Linked DNA regions of Anser cygnoides: regions 1 and 3 are each linked to region 2. The links are chromatin contacts, called in public Hi-C maps. All regions are on one chromosome and are shown on one strand. Each heading gives the region's core, a stretch centred on a gene start, on an enhancer-like site or on the middle of the called end of the contact. The rest is flanking DNA. Distances are from core to core; before and after follow the strand shown. Region 1 holds the start of PDIA4 (protein disulfide isomerase family A member 4). Region 2 holds the start of CUL1 (cullin 1). Region 3 has its middle 19 kb from the start of PDIA4.

What was found. A called contact is a pair of places that touch in the nucleus more often than the background predicts.
Region 1: a contact with region 2 is called in a Hi-C map of liver, with 7 times the contacts expected there. The contact joins the promoter of PDIA4 here to the promoter of CUL1 in region 2. A contact is called at or near these places in 2 of 7 Hi-C or Micro-C datasets (both in liver).
Region 3: a Hi-C map of liver shows a contact between it and region 2, with 13 times the contacts expected there. The contact joins the enhancer-like site here to the promoter of CUL1 in region 2. A contact is called at or near these places in 2 of 7 Hi-C or Micro-C datasets (both in liver).

The regions. Positions count from the first base shown.
Region 1 is chr2:56,785,511-56,788,304 of Taihu_goose_T2T_genome, forward strand. PDIA4 (protein disulfide isomerase family A member 4) reads left to right here and starts at 1,393. Exons shown (of 10, transcript XM_066992153.1): 1 at 1,393-1,608. The coding sequence starts at 1,512.
Region 2 is chr2:56,957,288-56,960,213 of Taihu_goose_T2T_genome, forward strand. It overlaps CUL1 (cullin 1), which reads right to left and starts at 1,443. Exons shown (of 22, transcript XM_048048996.2): 1 at 1,310-1,443.
Region 3 is chr2:56,804,535-56,807,447 of Taihu_goose_T2T_genome, forward strand. No RefSeq gene overlaps it. Among named protein-coding and RNA genes, the nearest start is that of PDIA4, 19 kb to the left of the region's middle. Within about 2 kb of position 1,542, at least 3 of the 3 cell types and tissues checked have open chromatin away from gene starts, as enhancers often do. A contact at or near this core is called in liver, where this site is marked.

The sequences.
Region 1 (2,794 bases), core at 143-2,642, 170 kb before region 2:
TACTAACCTCGTTTTTCAACTTGGTTAACGAGTATAGGTATAAAACTTAGCCGTCACAGAAGAAAAACTATTTAATCCTGCATTTCACATTCTAACAGATGAAAGCAATAATCACGCTACTTCTCCCTCTTACCTGGTTATTTTTTTTTCTATGAGTTTTTTTCACCTGTTTTCCAATGTCCAAACAATGTCAGCCCTGAAGTGCTGGGTCTGACAGCACACCCCTACATTGGTATAATATTGATATTATCCAGCTGTCTGCTGGTTAATCTCCAAACAAAGCTGGGATAAAATGGATTGCAGTAGCAACCATTTGTCTTATGGCAGAACTCAGATGAGGATGGCAGCAAATATTTCACACACCAGCACTATACTCAAATCACAGAATCACAGAATTGTAGGGGTTGGAAGGGACCTCAAGAGATCATCGGGTCCAACCCCCCTACCAAAACAGGTTCTCTAGAGCAGGTTGCCCAGGTAGGCATCCAGACAGGCCTTGAATATCTCCAGAGAAGGAGACTCCACAACCTCCCTGGGCAGCCTGTTCCAGAGCTCTGTCACCATCACCGCGAAGAAGTTCTTTTGCATGTTGGTGAGGAACTTCCTGCGATCCATTTTGTGGCCACAAATCAATAGTCATGTCAACCAAACACCCTGTAAATCTCTCTCTTGCGAACTCAGATGAGGAAGGCAGGAAATATTTCACACACCAGCACTACATTCAAATCAATGGTCATATTAACCAAACACCCTGTGAATATCAACCTCCTATACACTTAATTTTTCACATTTGGGTCACTATCCAACCCGGCTATGTACCACCACCGCATTACTGTGTGTCTATGTTAACAAAACACATCATCGGAACAAACTCTGTTTATTTTAATATTTATTCCCAAATCAGGCAGGATCAAGACAGCTTTTCTGAGCAGGTCTCATAGAAGGTCCCACTAAGCTGTAGCAATACGCATTTAATTTGAAAAAAATAAAAAAGCACGATTTTTTGTGTGACGTTCTGTGACCTCCGACGCCCACCACACAACCACCGGGACCCGCCCCCCGCCCGTGTCGGCCCCGCACCACCGCCATCGCACGGCCCCCTCACGGAGGGCCACGCCCACCCGCGCACGCGGCTCGCCCTGACAGGCCGCCGCCACCGCCCTTGCGCCCGCCCCCCGGCAGCACCCGCCAATCCTGAGCGCCAACGTTACGCTACGCACGGCGGGCGGGCGGGGAAGCCCCGTCCCCCTCCCTCCCCGGCACCACCCCCGCGCCCGCACCGCGGCTGCGCCCCATGCTCGTGGCGGCCGGCGGTTGGCGGCCGGCGGGCAGCCAATGGGCGCGCGGCAGCTCAGAGCAGGGCGTGCAGCTGCGCGCCGACGGCCCCGCGCGCTCCTTGCCCCGCCGCAGCGGAGCCGGGCCGGGCGGCGGCAGCAGCCAATCAGGGAGCGCGGTAGGGCGGCGGCGGCGGCGGCGGCAGTAGGAGCAGCAGCAGTAGCAGTACCGGCGGGATGAGGCGTCGCGGGGTGCGGGCGCTGCTGCTGCTGCTGGGGGTGGCGCTGGCGCTGGCCGTGCTGGCGCGCGGCGCGGCGGCCGAGGAGGACGAAGGTGAGCGCGGGGCGGGGCGGGAGCCGTGGGGAGCCCCGCTTCGGGCCGGGGGGGGGGGGGGGGCAGGTTGCCTAACCGCGTAATTAAAAGCCTGTAATTAGCCGCGGTGGACGGTGCTACGTTGCCAGATCGTGTGCCGCCTCGTGGCGTCAAGGGGCGCGCTTGCAGCCCTTCGGAGCGTCCCCGTTTCCCCAGTTTGTGCTGTGGGCGCTTTTCGGCCTTTCCTCCCATTGTCCTGGGGCGTCGCCTCTTCTGTGCGCTTGTTCCATCTCTGCTAATTAAATCGGCTGGTTGTAACCGTGCAGCCCTGTGACAAAGCCCTGAAGTTGTTGTGATGGGCACGCCGTGGCTGTTACGCCCCTTGCATGGCTACAAGGAAGGGTCCACGTAGAGAATCCGATACGGAAAAGGTGGAGGAAAGCTGCTTTCATAAATAAGGCTTTTGAGTGACCTGGGAATGGATTACAAGTCTTGGCCTCTGTGTTTCTGGAGATGGAGGTCATCTGGCTGGATGCAGCCTGGAAACAGGCTCTACAGTGCCCTTCCCAAAGGAAGCTTTCAGAGAGAATCCAAAAGGTGTTCGTGTTTGGGTCCAGCTTTTTCACACGGAAATCATCTTACTCAAGGAAAACTTACCAGGCCAGGTTTCCACTAAGGGTTGAGAGTTCAGTAAAGCCACTGCATCAATCAGTTTCAGGTAGAGTAGCCCATCATCCCAAAAAAGGCGTGCCAGTTAGTATCACGTACCTAGAGTTTTAAAGTAGGCGTCATTTCTATTAGTTGACTTAAGTAATAATGTGTTGAAATTTGTGCTATGAAACGGTCTGTATTCTGCTTGAGGACAAGTTATAGCAGAGCTGTCTCTTCATTGCCTTGTTCACCTTCTTTGCAAGTAGCTTTAAGAAAGAAAGTGCAGGTGTTTTATTTTCTTGAGCTGTATTATACAAATACTAACTTGTTACTTCTACTGTATCAGATGTCACAGTTACACTCATCCTGTGTCTGTTCTCTTGAAAATGTAAATCATCGATTCAAAATAAAGTTCCTTAATGACAAAAGCCTCACTGCCCCCTTACCTGCTCAGATCCTTAAAGCGGGTCCTTTGGACCCAATGCTGGTGGAGGTGTTAGAGGTAGCTAAAGTAATCCTAAGCGCCAATGAAGCTATAGACTCCAGAGGATGAGTT
Region 2 (2,926 bases), core at 193-2,692:
GTGAAGACACGTGACTATATATGAACACTATATAGGAGAACAAGGTTGTTAAGGAAGCCAGTAACAAACAAACGAGAACAAAAGAGGTAAAACAAGTAAGTAATCTGTGTCCTCCTAGTGCTTACTGACAAGTGTACAGATAATCTAGGGTTAAATTCCTTTCTCCTCAAAGGCACAGCTGGAGGATTTAAATACAAAGTGGGGGAGACAGCATGAGAGTCTACAAAGGAAAGGAATATGTCAAAGGGAAAGAGTATTAGGTGAGATCAGAAGGAAGGTTTTAATGACAGGAAAATAAGATCAGAAGGGCAAAAAATCATGGTGCAGGAACAGTTACTGAGGGGAAGAAAACTGAAAGAGGAAAAGCAATAAGGGAACAATGATGATTAAGGAATATAGGTAAGAGGAAATAAGAAGGATTGGAAAGTATCCCAGTGAGGACACAGTCAGCTTTCAGTGGCAGACAAAGTTACTGGGAGATGAATGAGGTGATTAGTTGCAATGGCAAAAGACTGCAGGACTAGCCATCCGGATGGAGGCAATAAATACATAAACAAGCAAACAGATAAAAGGTTATCTGAGGGGCACCCTCCCTGGGAGCACCACAACAGCAGGAGGTAACAAGGGAAAGTCCAGCACACAGTCCTTGACTGCGAGGGGACCTGGGGAAGGTGATAAGGAGGGAAGCACTCCGAGGGAGACACCACGGCGCTGGGGACACAGCAGGGTTTCTCTGGGCACAGCCAACAGCTCCTGGGCAGCCGCGGGCGCCGCTATGGCTGCGGGACGGCTGGGCTGGGGCACGGCGAGAGCAGGTTGCGCGGCGAGGACCGAGGAGAAGGCGGCTGAACGCTGGAAAACCGCGGCCGGGCAGCTCGCAGGAGGAGCCCAAAGGGCTTCGGGACGAGCGAGCGGAGGCCTGGGCCGAGCCCAGCACGGCACGGCCGGGGCCTGCAGGAGGGCCCGGTGGGGCGGCCCGGTCCCCGCAGCTCCCCGCCGCCGGCTCCGCGCATTTCAGCGCCCAGCCCGAGGCCTCCCCGCCCGTCCCGGCCCGGCCCGGAGGCCGGATCCCCGCGCCGCCGCCTCCCTGCCTCCCTTCCTCGCTGCGCGCCGGGGAGAAGAAAGGCGGCCGGGCCCGGCCTCCCCTGCCGCTGCTCCCCGCGGCGTGGCTCGTGGCCGGGCCCCGCTCCGCCTCGACCCGGCTCGGCCCGGCGGGGCCTCCCTCCCTGCCGGCCTCCCCCCTGCCGGCCCGTCCCGGCCTCCCCGCCGGCCTCGCTGCGCCACAGCGGCGCGGCCTCCCCGCGCTCACCAGCATCGCGCGTCCCGCAGAGTCAGGCCGCGGCCGCCCGCCCCTTCCGCCTCCGCCGGGCCCGGATCCGCCGCCGCCTCCCCCCGGCGCGCCGCGGACCGGAGAGCGCCGAGGCGCCGCCCCGGCCCGCCCCTCCGTGCCCCGGCAGGGCCCGGCCGCAGCCCCGCGGTGGAAGGAGCCCCGCGGCCGGGCCCTGGGCCCGAGACCCGCGTTCTTCTCTGGGCTCACCGTGCGGGCCCCGCCGACACAGCACCGGCCTCTTACTTCTCAGTCTGAAGTGTCAGGACTCTCACCCGTCCACGACCAAACGGCTGATGCTTTTGTATTTATTGGGAGCTCTGGTTCCTGGCTTGTCCTAGGCGGTACTGAACTACACGGTACCCAAAGCTCCAATGACTGCTAAAGTTGTGCCAGGCAGGGTCCTTGTCTAGCATTATTAAGCTAAACTGAGAGGCTCTCGTCTGTATTGCATCAAGAGTCATTAGCTTCAGTGAAGTGATAACTTAGACGGCAATTGAAGTGCGACTGTCATAATGACTAAAGATAGCTAGAAATCTTTCTATAATCATGAACTTCAAAAAAAAACTCAGAAAACAACACTGCAGAAAGAACAAGGTAGAAATTCTTTGAAATATATATATTTTTCAGTTGTGAGCTGGTTGGGAGGTGTGTAAGGCTGACTGATGCAGTTTTAAATAGTTAGATGAACTTATTTGCAATCTATGAACAAATTTAGCATAGATAATTTTAATGCAAAATAAAATACAAACTCCTAGCGTTTGCGTCACCTTCGTCTGGACTGCAGTTTTAACACCATGAAATAGGTGATGCAAAATCATACCAAATTAAGGCAAGTTTCAGAAAAGTAATGTTTTGGACTTAGTCCTGTCCTACAATTCCATAGTCCTCAGGAATAAATATTTTTGGAATTGTGCTGCAAGGAAGAATGGAATTGACAAGTCCTCAGTATTTTGCTTATTCAAGGCCATCTGTACTGTACCTCACAAGCCATGCAGATTTTCCCTGCCAAGATGAAGTCAAATACTGATCTGAATTATACCTGAAGACATGTAAAGCAACTCGTCATAAAAAAGTCTTATCATTTACATTAGTTTTAAGAAATCAACCCAGAAAACACAATAGCTTCATAGGAAAAAAAAAAAAGAGAGAGAGAGAGAGAGAAAAAAATGGGGAAGCAATCGAAACAAAACATTTGTTTGCACTGCAAAATGCTTCACTTGCATCCTGGCTCCACCAGCTTTACACCATTTTCAAAAATTGGCCTTCTCAAAGCTAATGGCCTTTAGTCACCTAAGTGCTTGAAAAAGTATTTCTCTGTATAATAACGCCTTACTTCAGCACAGCCTAGTGAAGTGGACATAAGCTAAGTCATTGACACAGCTCTTCTAATGAAACAGTTCTGGCTAAGCACTTGAGAAGCACTGTCTGAGGAACTGGTTTAATGCAGAGCGTGAACACTGTGTCAGTCAGCTGGGTGGCATCGCAGCACTTATATTAATTTTGCCCATGTAGACATAGTTTGCAAATACCATTCCTAGGCATCACTAAATTCCTGGCTTGCTAATGTGGTTTGTGCTAGAGGAGAGTCAGTGTTAG
Region 3 (2,913 bases), core at 292-2,791, 150 kb before region 2:
CTCTGCTAAGATATTTCCTTTCACCTAGGTCGTTTCTTTTTTCTCTTTTTGTTTGTTTTGTTTTGTTGAACCCAGTGTTAACCTTTCAGAATAAGGACTGACAAAAATATTTTGACCACCTTCCCCGTACCCAGAGATTTTGCCTCATCCCCCAGCCCCTGCCTTCCCACAAAAACTCACGGCTTCTCCTGACACCTGCAAACCCAATATGCTCTTGGGATTCCCTTGAAGCTCTAAAATCCCATGTTTTTTTGATTCATTAACCCCCTTATTTATGCTAGAGCTTACTTGGCACCCTTTTTTCCCCACACCCAGCCCTGGGGAAGGGGTGCAAAGGCCGGAAGCTATTTAAAGTATTTGGGTACTTGTCATTGCACTAAGACAAGCCGAGAGGCTGGGAGCCGCACGGCAAGCAATGTTCCACCTGCAAAAGTCAAGGTTGAGACCTTGCATGGGGATGGGCTGCAAAAGACCAGTCAAGTGCAGTAGTGGGAAGGGGGGAAAGAGAGAACGAGGAGATCAATCTGTAACTGACTGTGAACAATCAATTGAGATACCCCACTACCTTCGGACCAGCCGACAGCACACCTCCATCCGGCTCTTATTTATACCTCCAGTATTCGACTACTCTTTAGGATATGGCTACTGATGGCTCTGTGCCCTCGGTGCCGTGTCCCTGGTGCCGTGCTCTCGGTGCCAGCCCCGCCGCCGGCGCCAGGCCCGATTTGAGGCACCCGTCACCGAGCGGAGCCAGGACCGGACCTTGCCGGCCGCCAAGCGCCGCGCTGCCCCCTGGGAAGGCGTCATGCAAATCACGGCACCGCGCCTCTGCTGGAGCCTGCGCGTGGGCGAGGCCACGCCTCTGGCCCCGCCCCCCACCCCCCATTTTCTCTCAGAGGTGATCTGGTTTCTGCCAGCTGAGAAAAAAGTGTGCCAGGAGGGGGTGCCCAGGCACCCTGCGGCTTTCAAAATGTGTTTTTAGAAGCAGCCCTATGGGGAAAAAAAAAAAAAGCGTTTCTGCTCCGGGCAGAAACTCCTTCTACACTCACGGTGCCAGCAGGCACGTAACGTACCCCTGGGACTGAAGGTCTCCAATAGTGCCAGTGTTCGTGAACGCCTCGTTAAAAATAAACAGATGAGTAAAGCCTCGTGCTTTGCCAGCTGATCTCATGGCTTGAGAGGCCTGGTCTGCAATGATTCGCACCTGAGCGTTCCACAACCCTGTGAGGCGCACCAGCACCTGGAGAAAGCAAGCACGTTGTGCATGTTCACCAGAAAGAAGAAACCTAAGCCTGTGACTGACCTCAGCAGTACCTGGAAAACATGTCGGGAGAGTGTGGACTGCAGCGTATGTCACCTGCAGGTGCATTTGGTAACAGAATAGAGCATCAGCAGTGTTCAGGAGGGACAGAAGCAACAGCAATGGTTCTTTAGTATGCAAATAGAAGATCTCCAGCACAGAGCTCAAAGGAGGAAGAACAGAAGATGAAATGGATATCAAAGGAAAAGGAAAAAAAGATCTTAAAGGAGAAAAAATATGCTCTCACTTGTGGTGAGGGCACCACATCTTTATTGCCTTTCAGACAGGCATGAATGTGCAACGGATTACTTGCATTGCTTTATGCAAATGCATTGTGCTAGAGGAATTTCTAAAGTGTATATGCACACACTTCATGTGTGTGGTATGAATAGCTGTTTGTGATTGCCTCATTTTCCTGATATTTAATATACCACTTGGGTTAATTACTGGAGAAAATTATTCACAGCAATCTGTCCAAAACTGAACATTTGTAAAGTGCATATAAATGATCATTGTGCAATTTTAGATTTGTTTAAAACTATGGTTATTCAAAATATCCATGACATCAGTCACAGGATTTTTTAGTCAGTATCTTGGTGCAGCAAGACATACCATAGTTTTCTCATCAGGACTCACTTGCCAGCCAAGGATAGCAGCTTGCTTTGTGCCAGCCATTTACACAGAAAATAAAAATCCTGCTACAAAATCAGTCTTATTGTTGCATAAAGCACACAGAAAGCAGAGCACACACAAGTGGGCCCTAGCTTAGTCTCAAGCTGAGAACATCACTAGCTCCAAAGAAAATGTTCTTTTTAGGGTATTTTGTATATTTCTTTACATTATTTACTTTGTATAAATAATCTGACCAAAGCTCTAGGATGAGCTTCAGCTGAACCAGCCTAATACCTAGTGACATCCAAGAAAGACTTCATTCCTCTTCTATGCCACCAGTTGCTCCCTTGCTGGTCAGTTCTTTGCTAGGTTTGTTTTCTGCCAGGTTAGTGACTTGAATTAGCTCACAGAGAAACTTGATGAGTACCAGAGGTTGCACAAGGCATGCAGCAATATTTAGGACAATGAGGGAAGAAAAATTGCACGTGAGATTACTACCTCCTGCTAGAAGCAAGCTGGTAGATCTGCTCAGCTGCAAGGAAGGACTTCATGTTCTCTCTTCAAACTCTTGAAAGCTTCCTCAGTTGTCAGCATATATTCTGGGGAAAATGCCTCTTAGTTAGAGGATGGGTAGGGGAATGTGTGTCTTTCCCGCCCCCTCCCCCCCCCACACCCCCCCCATGATCCTTATCTGATAGGTGTATAATAAAACTCTACAGGCTGGAAGGCACGTCCTGTGATGAGCAGCTGAGGACACTGGGTTTGTCAAGCCTGAAGAAGAGGAGGTTGAGGGATGATCTTGTTGCTTTCCACACCTTCCTGAGAAGGGGAAGTTGAGAGAGAGCTGTTTGTCTTTTCTCCCTGGTACCTGGTGATAGGACGAGTGGGAATGGCTCACAGCCACATTGGGGAAGCTCAGACTAGACGTTAGGGAAAAACTTCTTCACTGAAAGGGTAAACAGATACTGGAACAGGCCTCCAAGAGTGGTGGTTGATGTGCT